2 separate regions of the Sus scrofa genome follow, and region 1 is linked to region 2. Evidence: chromatin contacts called from public Hi-C data. All regions are on one chromosome and are shown on one strand. The core of a region is the stretch at or near the end of the contact, and the rest is flanking DNA. Distances in the headings are between cores, read along the strand shown. Region 1 holds the start of ARF2 (ADP-ribosylation factor 2). Region 2 holds the start of KANSL1 (KAT8 regulatory NSL complex subunit 1).

Region 1 (6,274 bases), core at 2,675-5,174, 550 kb after region 2:
TACTGAGGGGCATGATTCACTGGGGGCCATGAGTTTAACAATCTACCACAAGATCGGTATTCAGTTCATTCACCAAATATTTACTGGACATCCACTATGTGCCAGGCATCCACCACCCAAGGAGAGTGGTGAACAAGGCAGACGTGGCGCCGCTCTCATTTACATTTTTGGAAGAGAAACGATGGAAAGCAATGACAGATGTGCTGAGAGTTACTAAGAGTTTCAGGTTGCTATGGAAACATAACAGGGGAAAACCCATCCAAGGGGGTCAGGAAAGGTGTCCCTGTGAAATGATGCTTAAACTGAGACCAAAAGAATGAGCTGGCACTAGCTACGTAAAGGGGGGAGGGAGGGAGGAAGAAGGCAGGAAAGCAGTCAGTCTGCAGAGAGGAAATGACATAGAAAGAGATCCAAACACATTGTCTAAGGCAGAGTAAGCTGGAAAACAACACAAAGATAGTCACCAAAATCAGTGTTTTTTAATACCTGCTTACATGTCTTTTGATGTATTACATTATGGAAGCATGAATTATTTTTATAATTGGAGAAAACCAAGCAATTATGCTGTTTTCATTATGGACCGTAACATTTTTTAAATTGCGGGTATGAACATTTTCTCCATCTGGTTTCCTCCTTTAAATGTTGCAATCTCTGCAGCTGCTGCCCAAGTTGGAAGTTGATCGGTCCATTCCCATGCCTAATCCAACATTTGGAGCACTACTCACATTCATATGCTATCCTGGGGAGCCTCTTCTCGTCCAAGAGTTTGGCTGGAGGCAATCCATAAGGCAAAGACTAAGTTCTGTCAAAACTGCCCTTGCAAAAGCCTTAAATAGTTGACAAAATACACTGTGGGTTTGCAGGAATAACTACACCGCCAGATTGTCCTCCAGCATTGGAACAAATCAGATCCTTCAGCTGACCACCAGCTCAAGTAGCTGGCACGAGCCGGAGTGAAGAAGGAAAAAAAAAAAAATCACACTACATCTTTATACACTGGGAACACACTCGGTGTGAAAAGATGCTTCCACTTAGAAAGGCCAGCTGGAAGGAAGACCGAAGAGGAAGCAACCACAGTCCTAGCTCCCATCTCACACTTCGGCTGGGACACCTGCTAACTGAGAGGAATGAAGGGCATAACTGCCCGGACTGCTTTCATGACTGTTGTCGTCTTTTTCGCTAAGCGGATAGGTTACATTTCTTCCAACTAAATGTAATCATATGACTCCCCTGTAATCCTAGCAATGTGCCAGACGTGCCAGGGAGCAACTGGAAAATTATGTATTACCTGGCTTAAAAGTTTACACTCTTAGACAAGATTTTCAAGAAGAAACATGCGATAAAATAAGACATGTATAAAAGGTAACATATTAAAGTGTAAACGGTCCTGTCCCAGGCCGTCAACATACCGATTGTAGGGATGGTCGTCACAATCTCTCCCAGCTTCAACTTATATAAGATGGTGGTTTTCCCAGCGGCATCCAAACCCACCATCAGAATCCGCATCTCTTTTTTCCCAAAGAGACTTTTAAAGAGTTTTTCAAAAACGTTCCCCATTGTAATTGAATTCTGTTACCTGAAGGAAAAGAGAGGCAAGTCAAGTAGTTGTTATTTGCAGAAATACAGACATACAAATACAAGGTATATACATGAAATATAAGTCTCTAATAGAGGTGGCGCCTCGTAAAAATTAAACAATTTTAAGTATCGTTTGGCCAATAAAGAGCAGAGTATCTTGTCTTCAAAGGGCAACTCAACTAAGCCTTTTGATGCCCTGCCAAAAATTTCAGTTTTTCCACTGCAGCATCCAAGTGAGATAGGTGGAAGCACAGTCTCAATGGTGGCAGGCTTTAGTTATCTGAAGTACGGAAGCTGTGACACAACAGATACCACTAATACTTCTGAAATGAGAACTTAAGAGCAGAGAACCAGTTTATTTTACACAATGTGAAGCAAAGTCTTTAAGTCAGGTTAAATAGTAACATCTCTTAGAAATTTAGTAGTTGCCTTTGGCTAGCAGATCATATCAATACCCGGAAAAATTTTCAGAGGTGAGGAAATACAGCATTGGGAAACTACACTGCTAATAGAGAAATTAACTAGGCAAAGAGTTGCAAATATACCATAGCATCCAGAGTTGACCGTTACTCACCTTACTCTTAATTTTTTTCCCCCTTTGGCTTTGCCAGCAGCAGCATTTGGAAATTCCTGGGCCAGGGATCAAACCTGCACCAGGGCAGTGCCCTGAGCCACAGCAATGGCCAGAATGGATCTTTAACCTACTACACTACCAGAGAATGCCTTAATCAATTTTTTTAACTTTTTTTGACATATAGATATAGGAGTCCCCACTGTGGCCCAATGGGATCAGTGGTTATCTCTGTAGCACCAGAACACAGGTTCGATCCCCGGCTTGGCACAGCGGGTTAAAGGATCTAGCACTACTGCAGCTTCGGCACAGGTCACAAGTGTGGCTTGGATCTGATCCCTGGCCTGGGAACTCCATATGCCTCAGGGCAGCCAGAAAGAGGGGAAAATAATACAATTTACATATAGATATAAACATACATGATAACATTTACTTCAATGAAATGTCATAAACCAAATCAAAAAATGATTTGTTGTACCCAGATTTCCTCGTGCCCCTTCCCAGTCATTACTCCCCAAAAGGTGTACTGACATCTAACTGCATAAATGTTCAGTATTTTATTTTTCAGTCGAGTGCATGAAAGATTATATAAAAGAAGCTAATAGCAAAGACAGATTGGCTTTGCCGAAATTTACTCTACATCTTTAATTTTAACGAATCAGCCTATTTGAAGTGTGAGCTTGACATTCCAATTAAAGACTTAGAAGCAGTACTGAATACAACCCTTGTTTCCCTTTCAACTGCAAACCAAAGGAAAACTTTACTCCTGGGCAGAGCAGGGATAAGATGGAACAAGAACAGTCCATCTCCCATTCATCAGAACCCTAGGGACCTCAGAGGGGAGGTCACCAAATTCGAGGCCCCACCTCTAAAACTGAACCTTGTCCTACAGTAGCTTAACTTCATGGATGATGTCCAAGCACACATCGTTTTATTCTACGACCTGAGAAAAGGAGCAGAGCATTTATCCTGCACATAAATTAGGTATAGGCAAACTACTCTAACCAAAGAATGATGCTCAATGTTTTAATCATTCTTACAAGAGCCGCACAGAGTAAGTATATAGAAATACAACGCACTGCAGTACTCAAAAAGCTTGTTGGGCGACAAACTAAAGAGTCTTTGTCTTTGTTTCCGAAAAAGGACAAATCTCATAAATGAGAAAAACAGTGAGGAACATGCTGGGAGAAGGAAGGTTACTTCCCACTTGCATGTCCTATGAAGCAAATACTCGATTCCTCCTCCCAACCGCACACAGTATACACATCCCATGTTCTCCCTCCGGCCTCTCTTTTTTCCTACTCATCTGCTGAGCTGCTGCAGACCCTCTGGAAGACGCTGCCGACCCTGGCGCCTCTTTGGCACGCTCACCCTCCCCTCCCACGAGCACCAACTGTCCATCAGGGAGAATTGCGGGAAGATGTCCAGGACAAGAACCGGAGCAAGTGGCCAAGTGGGCGTGCGCAGCGGGCGAGCAGACGCGCCAGGTCCCCGGGGAAGGCCTCCGAGTGTCCCCTCTGCCTGGCCTCCAGGCCTCTTCCTCTCGAACTGCGGGCCCTCGGGAGAGCAGAGAGCCCAGCAGAGGATGAGAGCCAAGTCTCTCGATCCCCGCAGCCTGGCCATTCTTCTCATAGGGCGGAAAAGGGACAGGGAACCCAAACGCTTTGTGAAGGCCACCTGCTGCTGTCTAGTTTCCCGACCTCTAAAGGTGCGGAAATCCAGCCAGGCCTTCAGCCATCTCTCCCTCGCCTGTGACTCACCTGCCGCCGAACTAAGCACTGGTACCAATACCGCTGCCTTTAAGAATTCGGATCCCCTCCGCAAAATGGCGACAGGCTCGGGGCGGGAACAGTAACCAACCAATCACTCCCTGACTCTTGGAGTTTATTTCTACCAATGAGCTCGAAGTTCCGTGAGTGACGACAAGTCTGACCAATGCCAAGGAGAATAAAAGCCTAGGAGGGCGGACACCCGCCCCTGGGGACCTAGGCGACGGCACGAAGCTTTGGAAATACCGGCTTCATTCTCCAATGACAACGCACCGCGTCCCGGCGAGACACGCCCATGTGCCCCGTCCCAGTGCTGCTCGTGACCAATCAAAAAAGTAAAAAAAAAAAAAAACTCCGATTTGCTCTGCCAATCAACTAGGAAAATTTCCACGGATTGAACGAACCCAGGGAGTATTAGGACCAACTGGGTGCGGGCATGTGGGCGTGGCCAAGTTCTGGGCGTTATTTAAGGAAATTTGCCTTGGTTGAGCTAAAAGTAGAAACTAGTTTGGGGCGTTGGTCTGTGTGGGAAACACCAAGACGCCGACACCAGAGTTAGACATAAGGAAGGTTTCCTATTTAGTGTGAAGCTAGACAGCCGCCCTGTTTTTGAACAGATTTTCAACAGTTGGGAAAAATGCTAGCAACCTGCACCTTCGTTCAGATGCTCAGGACCACGGTCTTGAGAAGTGTTCTCATTAATTCAACACCTAATGCCAACTTGGTTCACTGAAAAGTTTACAAACGCCCGTAAATGGCATATAACTGTGCATTTTAGGAAAAACTAACATCTGTTAATATGTGCCAGGAAATATGTCGAGAACTTGACCTGCATGATATAACGCTCCGTGAACTGGAATCTACTATTATTCCCATTTTACAAAGAGGAAAATGAAATAGTAGGTCAGAGTTTTAAGTTCAGGTCTGACGCCTTAATCTTTTTAACCAAATACTTTCTTGATCGTGATGACTGTATATGTGTATGTATGTGTGTATATATATATATATGTATGTGTATATATATATATGACAGTAAATACAAGAAAGTATGAGAGGTTTTTCTACATGATTCTTTTAAAATTATAATTTTTCCTAACTATAACAAAATTATAGTAATTTTTTAAAGTATAATAAAAAAAAAAAGACACTCCCCACCAGAGAGAGAGACAAAAAAGAGAAAAAAAAAAAAAAAAAAAAAACACCCATCATCCTATTATCCAGAGGCAGTCACTGTTACCATTTTGGTTTATTTCTTTCCAGTCATTTTTCCATGAAATTTTTACATAGTTCAGATTATGAATACATACAGTCTTCTTTTCCTCTTAATCTGAGACCTACACCACAACTCACAGCAAGCTGGATCCTTTAACCACTGAGCAGGGCCAGGGATCAAACCTGTATCCTCATGGATACTAGTTGGATTCATTTCCACTGAGCCACAACAGGAACTCCCTCCACTTAATATTTTAATGAGTATATTCCAGAGTGTTTAACATTTGTCTTAAACATTTTGGAGGGCCATGCCAATGGCATTTGGAAGTTCCCAGGCCAGGAATGGAACCCAAGTCACAACAGTGACAATGCTGGATCTTTAACTACCAGGCCACCAGGGAATTCTGTGTTTGTTTGTTTTGTCTTTAACAGTTTTGGTAGCTGTGTGATATCCCATTATATGGATATATCCTGATTTATTTAATCATTTTCATGTAATTGTCAATGAAAAATTAATCAGTTGATCTAAGAAAAAATGGAAAATTTTATTCGAGTCAAATTGAGAATTATAACCTTGGGAACAGCCTCTCAGAGAGCTCCAAGAACTCTGCCCCTTAAAAGTCAAAGCACAGGTACATAAAATTTTTGAGACAGAGGGCTATACATTAAATGACATATTATTGACAGTTTACACAATCCAGTTCTACATGTGCGAAGTGAGGAGTGGGTCATGGGTCATCATGGTCCCTTACAAGATTAAGGAGAAAGGCTATCCTCTAAAGAGTTGTCTTGTAGGAGTTCCCGTTGTGGCTCAGTGGTTAGGGAACCCGACTAGGATCCATGAGGAGGCAGGTTCGATCCCGGGCCTCACTCAGTGGGTTAAGGATCCAGCGTTGCTATGAGCTGTGGTGTAGGTCACAGATGAAGCTTGGATCCTAAGTTGCTGTGGCTCTGGCGTAGGCCAGCAGCTGCAGTTCCAACGGGACCCCTAACCTGGGAACCTCCATGTGCTGCAGGTGTGGCTCTAAAAGACAAAAAAAAACCAAAGAGTTGTCTTGTAGGTGCTAGGAGAATGTTGCTATTTATAGCTGAGCAGACATTTCTGCTGGTAGGGAGTTTGGGTGGATGCATAATGCATACACAA
Region 2 (6,273 bases), core at 3,512-6,011:
AATCTTTTTTTTTCAGGCATTATGAATATATTTATTCTTTTTAATATTATTATTACTCAATGAATTTATTACAATTACGGTTGTACAATGATCATCACAATCCAATTTTATAGGATTTCCATCCCAGATGATATAATCTTAATTATATTTTCTGGTTGAGATTCTCATGAGCAACTCTATGATTGCTCCATGTTTCAGCCTTTTCATAGAATATTTAAGATAAATACTGGAGCGTAAAACAGTACCTGCCACATAGCAGGTGCTCAATAAATATTTGGGAAATGAATGAATAAATTCCTAGGGATGGATTTGATGAATCAAATGTTATTTGTATTTACAATTTTCATGGCTGTTTCTAATTGCCCTCCATAGATATTGGAACAAATTGTATATTCACCAGTGATGCCAACACAATACGTTGGCAAGCGTTATCTTCACAATCTGTTAGATGAAATTAATATCTCAGTGGAGATTTATTTATTTATTTATTATGACCACACCCACAGCATATGGAAGTTCCCTGGCCAGGGATCGAATCCCAGATGCAGCTGCAACCTATACTGCAGCTGCAGCAGCACCAGATCTTTTAACCCACTGCACCTAGTCGCCTATGAGACGCTGCAGTCAGTTTCTTCACCCACTTCGCTACAGTGGGAACACCCTCAGTGGAGTTTTAAATGCATGTCTTTTAGTGAAGTTGAACATTTTTTCACTTATTTGAGTCATTCTTATTTTCCTCTTTGTAAAATTTGTTGCATCCTTTGTCCGTTTTTTTACAAAGATTTTTTAAAAATATTTTCTTTGTGAAATATAACATACACACGGGAAAATATCTAAGTTTGGGGGTACATTTTAATAAATAGGTACAGAGCAAATACTTATGTACCCATCACCTGATCAAGAAGGGAAAACTGCCAGACCCTAAGAACAACCCCCTCTCTCAAACAAAACTCCTTCTGCCCCTACTGGCTCTCCTGATTTTTATTGTGTTCATTTCCTTCTTTTTCCTTCTTTGATCTCCTATCTATGTATTCCTAAACCAAACAGTTTAGTTTTTCCCGCTTTTAAAGCTTTATATAAATGGAATAATACTATATATATACATATTTTTTTGTATCTTGCTTTTTTGTGGTCAATATTACCTTTGTAATAATTTATTTATGTTGCTGACTATAACCATACTTTATTAATTTTCATTGTACAAATATATCACAATTTAACCATTTTATGATTGGTAGGCATTTGGGATGTTTTCTTTCTGGTTAACTGAAGAACAATGCTGCTGTGAATACGCTTTTACAGTCATTGTGACACTTAAAATCCTGCATTTTCTAATAATATATATGTAGTAGTGGGACTGCTGCAATAGAGAATGCATATCAAATTTTATTAGATTATACCAAAGTCATTTCCAAAGTGGCTGTACCAGTTTACACTCCCACCAGCCGTGTATAGGGATTGCTAGCCTTTATTGTTTTGCAGGAGATCTTTATATACAGCATTATGGAAATTAGCCCGTTGTAATATGAGCAGCCAAACATTTTTTTCAAGTTTACAATCCCTTTAAAGAGACACTGATGTTATTCCCCCCTAGAGGAATGATAAAATGTAATTGGAAAAAGTGGAGTATTTTAATTTTGAAGTATTTAAATGAAAAGCAAGGGTTCTGGGCTAAACTTACCATTTTTTAAAATGAATAATCCAATTTTATTTGTCTGTTTTGACTTTATAAATGGCTTTGTTTATTTATCTAATCTTTTTAGAGCCACATCCGCAGCATGTGGAGGTTCCTAGGCTAGAGGGTGAATTGGAGCTTTAGCCGCTGGCCTACACCACAGCCACAGCAACACAAGATCCTTAATCCACTGAGCGAGGCCAGGGATGGAAACTGCATCCTCATGGATGTTAGTCAGATTTGTTTCTGCTAAGCCACAGTGGGAACTCCTGGCTTTTATTTTTGTTTTGTGCTTGTAGGCTATATGTTTGGGGTTTTTTGGCCAACCTGCAGCATGTGGAAGTTCCTGGGCCAGGAATGGAAACTGTGCCGCAGCAGTCACAATGCCAGATCCTAAACCCACTGAGCCACTAGGGAACTCCAATCTTACCATTCTTAATTTGCTATTATATATGTTATAAATGCAAATAATCTTAGAAATTTTCATGGAATGCTCTGGAAAACAAGATGCCAAATATAACAATATCAATAGTTAAAAACTGAGTATTTAGCCTGTGTCAGGCATTATTTTAAATCCATGGCATATATTAACTAATTTAATCCTCACAATATCCCTAGGAAGAGGTATGTACAATTTTTTTTTTGCCCCATTTTACACAGTATTAATAAGATACTGAACTGCAGATGTTTTATAGGGCTGGTTTAAGCAATATTAATAAACTCAGAGAAAAAATTCTTTCCTAACTGATAAAGATGTTTTCTTTTTACAATTTTGTTTTCCTTTTTGGTAATGAATGATACCCTGTCCTGGGCTCCTTTTCCCCATCTTCTCAGAGCTTTCTCTTTTTTTCTTTGAAGGGAGACAAAGTGTATATGTCTTTCTTCCGACCCTCATTCATCTCCCCTATCCTTAGTGTCACAGGGATGTCAGACATCTGCAGGCAGGACTGGGAACCAGAGGGTGCTTAGAGCAAGTGGGGAAGGGAAGAGAGAGACATAGAGAAGGGACTAAAGGCAGGGACGGTGAATAAGGAAGAATAGCTCCTTTAGGATAGGGTTTCTTAACATGGGGTACTTTGGAAACCCATGAACATGGATCAGGAAGAGAAATATGCCTTTATTTTTGCTAAAGTCTCTAACAGAAAATTAGCATGTCTTTTCCATTATGAATGGTGACAATACATTAAGTAGTACTAGCAGTATCTGTGATCTTTTCACCAATAGAAAACACAGATATTTTCCTGTTATATGACAATTGTTTAAGATATCTTGAAATATTATTTTTGCTCATTTACTACTTCAAAATTTATGGTGGTCATTAGGTCTGACGTTATCTTATTATTATTTATTTTATTGGAATATAGTTGCTTTTTTTCAGATTCTTTTCCCATATAGGTTATTACAGTTTAAAAAAAAATTTATTTTTTATTTTTAGGGTCGCACCCTGAGGCACATGTAATTACCCAGGTTAGGGGTGGAATTGGAGCTACAGCTGCCAGCCTATGCCACAGTGACAGCAATGCTGGATCCGAGCCGCATCTGTGACCACAGATCATGGCAATTCGGGATTGCAGACCCCCTGAATGAGGCCAGGGGTCGAAACTGTGTCCTCATGCATGCTAGTCGGATTCGTTTCTGCTGCGCCACAGTGGGAACACTGGTTATTACAGAATATTGAGTAGAGTTCGCTGTGCTATACAGTAGGTCCTTGATGGTTATTTATTTTATATATAGTAGTGAGTATGTATTAGTCTCAAACTCCTACTATCCCTCCCCCATTGATCTTATTATTGAATGCATTTACTATAAAGCACATATATTACTATGCTACACTTTAAAAGATATTTTGAAAATTGTATTTTGCTATTACTGGTTTTCTTTGAATTCCTGCATATGTTTATTATGCATTTAAAAACATTCTGAGAAGGGTACATGGTTTGAAAAGGTTAAGAACTCTACTTTTTGGGTATTCTCTTTGTTTTCATTCTTATTGAGTAAGACTAAAGAGGGTCTCTGAAGTGAGTTGTAAGACCTGTGAGGCTCTCATAGTTTTATTATTTTTTTCTTTCCAGAGACCCTCCCTCCCTTAACTTTCATACCTCTGTTGGTAAGAATACTTTCATTATTCTGTTTTTCTTATCTCACGGACTCTCTTTCTGTTTCTTTTCCCACTCCTGACTTTTATTGTGGGTGTCTTTTAAATTTCTATCAGGAGTTTAATCTTTTAGCCTGCCATTGATCACTATATTTAGGTGGAGAGCTCTAAATCTCCCTTATTCCAGATTATCCACCCTTTCCCAAGTTCCATAGCTCTAGTAGCCTCTGGGACACATTCACTTGGTTTTACTACTGGTAGCTGGGACTGGACATATTAAAAACTAAGATTTCTTCCCAATTCTGCATGTTGTCCCACTTTGCCTGGACTACCATCTTATCTGTCCCCCTGGTTTTGCAACCTTATGATTATTTCAAAATTTAAGCCAATTAATTTCCAAAAAATGGGAATCTTTGTGAATGGTACAAAAATCGAAAGCTGCAAAAGGATATGCAGTGAAATGTAAGTCTTGCTCCCACCTGTTCCCCTCAGCTCCCCTCCCAGGAGGAAACCACTGTTACCAGTTCTTAGAGCGATTTTTGATTCTTTCTTATATTGGCTATATCTCAAGCCCTTCCTTGTCTGAGATGTGTGCCTTTTCCTCTCCTGGCTCTCATAACCTTATATCCGGTTGACTTTATATATAAGTATTTGTATGTGTATATTTTATATACATATATGAAATTTCCTCTCATGGCCTTCCGGCCTCAACTTTTCATCATGTAGCTTCCTGGATGAAGAACCTACAAGGGTGAGGGGCTGGGGTTGGGGGTGATGGAGAAGAGGATCTAAAGGGGACTTAGGTGGGGGTTCAGAGTGGCATACTGATGGGAAGCTCTGCCAGCATTTCTATTTCTTTTCCTTCCACCTGAGGCCCCCTTCCAGTCCTCCTATCCAAATGTCTCTTGTTTCCAAGAGCCGAGACAGAGACAGCGAGATAGAGAGACAGAGACGCCAAGGCACCAGCATCCCTCTCCCCCTCTGTCCCGCCCCACCGCTCTGACGGACATCCACCATTAGCCAATGGAGCCCCCGATGTCCCCCGGAAAGGCCAATGAGAGACAGAGGAGGGCGGAAGATTTCCCCGCCCCCACTTCTAGGCTTGGTTGAGCCGTGCAGGTAGGTCCGGGGCCGGGGTAGCCGCCGTTGGCACTGGTGCCCGGGGGGGTGGGGGCACAAGTCGGTAGGGGTGATGGTGGGGAAGAAGAGGCGGCCTCGACCTCTGGAGGCCGAGGGGGCGCCCCGGCCGGGAGGCGGGGAGCCGACGGGCCCGGGGAGCGGGCGCCGCCGAGGGCCCTGGAAACGGCTGGGCTGGGGGAGAGGGGACGTGTGTGTGGGGGGCATAGGGACCCCCGCCCCGCGCCCACCCGCAGGCCTGGGCTGCGGGCTCCCGGCTGAGGGGCCGGGGCCTGGTGCTCAGGGGGCGGGTTGGGCCGGGCCCGGGGATGGGGGCGCCGAGCAGAGCCCGGAGCGCCAGGCCGAGCCGAGGTGGGACGGACCGACGCGGAGAGGACGGGAAGCTGCATCCTGCGGGCCGCCCCCTCCTGAAGCGAGTCAGGGCAACCGCCACAGGCGCCTCTGCTCAGAGCCCACTCTCCTTATCGTCCCCTTCCCAACAATGGGTTTGGGCCAGGAAGGAGTCGCCCCACTGCGGGAAGGTGAGGGGGGTAGGTTTGGGACTAGGGTCCAAGGTGGGGGAGGGGTGGGAACTCGAGCTGTCCCCTTCTCCTCACCGGTTTGCTTTTGCGGTGGAGATCATGGAGTGGCTTAAACCCTCCCGAGACTGGGTCAAGAGTCAAACTGCCCCCCCCCCCACCTAACCCCTCCCCAATCCGACGAGCGGTGAGGAAAGTGATGCCAAGTCTTCGAAGCTGCTGTGATAAACGCATAGCAAGAACAAATCCACTCCAGAGGTTTTATTTTTAATTTTTCTTAGAAATGAGGGTACTATAGTCTTTAAATTTTAAACATTTATTTTAGAGAGGTGGGTGCTGTATTTTTGTCCCTATTCGGGCAAGCCTCCATTTTAAGTAAAACAGTAACTGGTTAAGCTGGAATTTTCATTCAGGCCTAGGACTTGAACAGGGATCCTACAAGAGGTCATTTAATCCATCCTCCTGCCTCCAGACAACCCTGCCTCCCTCCCATCCCCAGAATTAAGTTATTTGGTCTGCTTTTAAAGATCTCTAGGCAAGAAAGATCTCTTATTTGTTTATAACACTTCGATCAAGAATGGATTGTATTTTTCATGTAGAATGGGCTCTGCAACTTAAACTTAAGGAAATTTAGGACAATCAGAATGATCAGAGAGGTTTGATTTATTAAGTGAAATTAAAGGGTCTTTTTTAGGTGATCTATTAACAAGTTACTTTTTAATAGTGCTTATGAAATACCTTGGCTAATCATCTTTCTGTCTGGGGAAAATGGTTTTGGTTTTCTAATTATTTGATAACCAATTTTTGTATTATCTAAAATATGTGTTACATATTTAATCCAATTTTAT

What was found. A called contact is a pair of places that touch in the nucleus more often than the background predicts.
Region 1: a Hi-C map of embryonic fibroblasts shows a contact between it and region 2, with 2.7 times the contacts expected there. The contact joins the promoter of ARF2 here to the promoter of KANSL1 in region 2. A contact is called at or near these places in 2 of 47 Hi-C or Micro-C datasets (embryonic fibroblasts and retroperitoneal adipose tissue).

What each region holds. Positions count from the first base shown.
Region 1 is chr12:17,444,024-17,450,297 of Sscrofa11.1, forward strand. ARF2 (ADP-ribosylation factor 2) reads right to left here and starts at 3,925. Exons shown (of 5, transcript NM_001145220.1): 1 at 3,910-3,925; 2 at 1,410-1,576. The coding sequence starts at 1,557. All of the region lies in intron 1 of LOC102165973 (a long non-coding RNA gene), which reads left to right.
Region 2 is chr12:16,896,850-16,903,122 of Sscrofa11.1, forward strand. KANSL1 (KAT8 regulatory NSL complex subunit 1) reads left to right here and starts at 4,762. Exons shown (of 15, transcript XM_013989925.2): 1 at 4,762-4,889.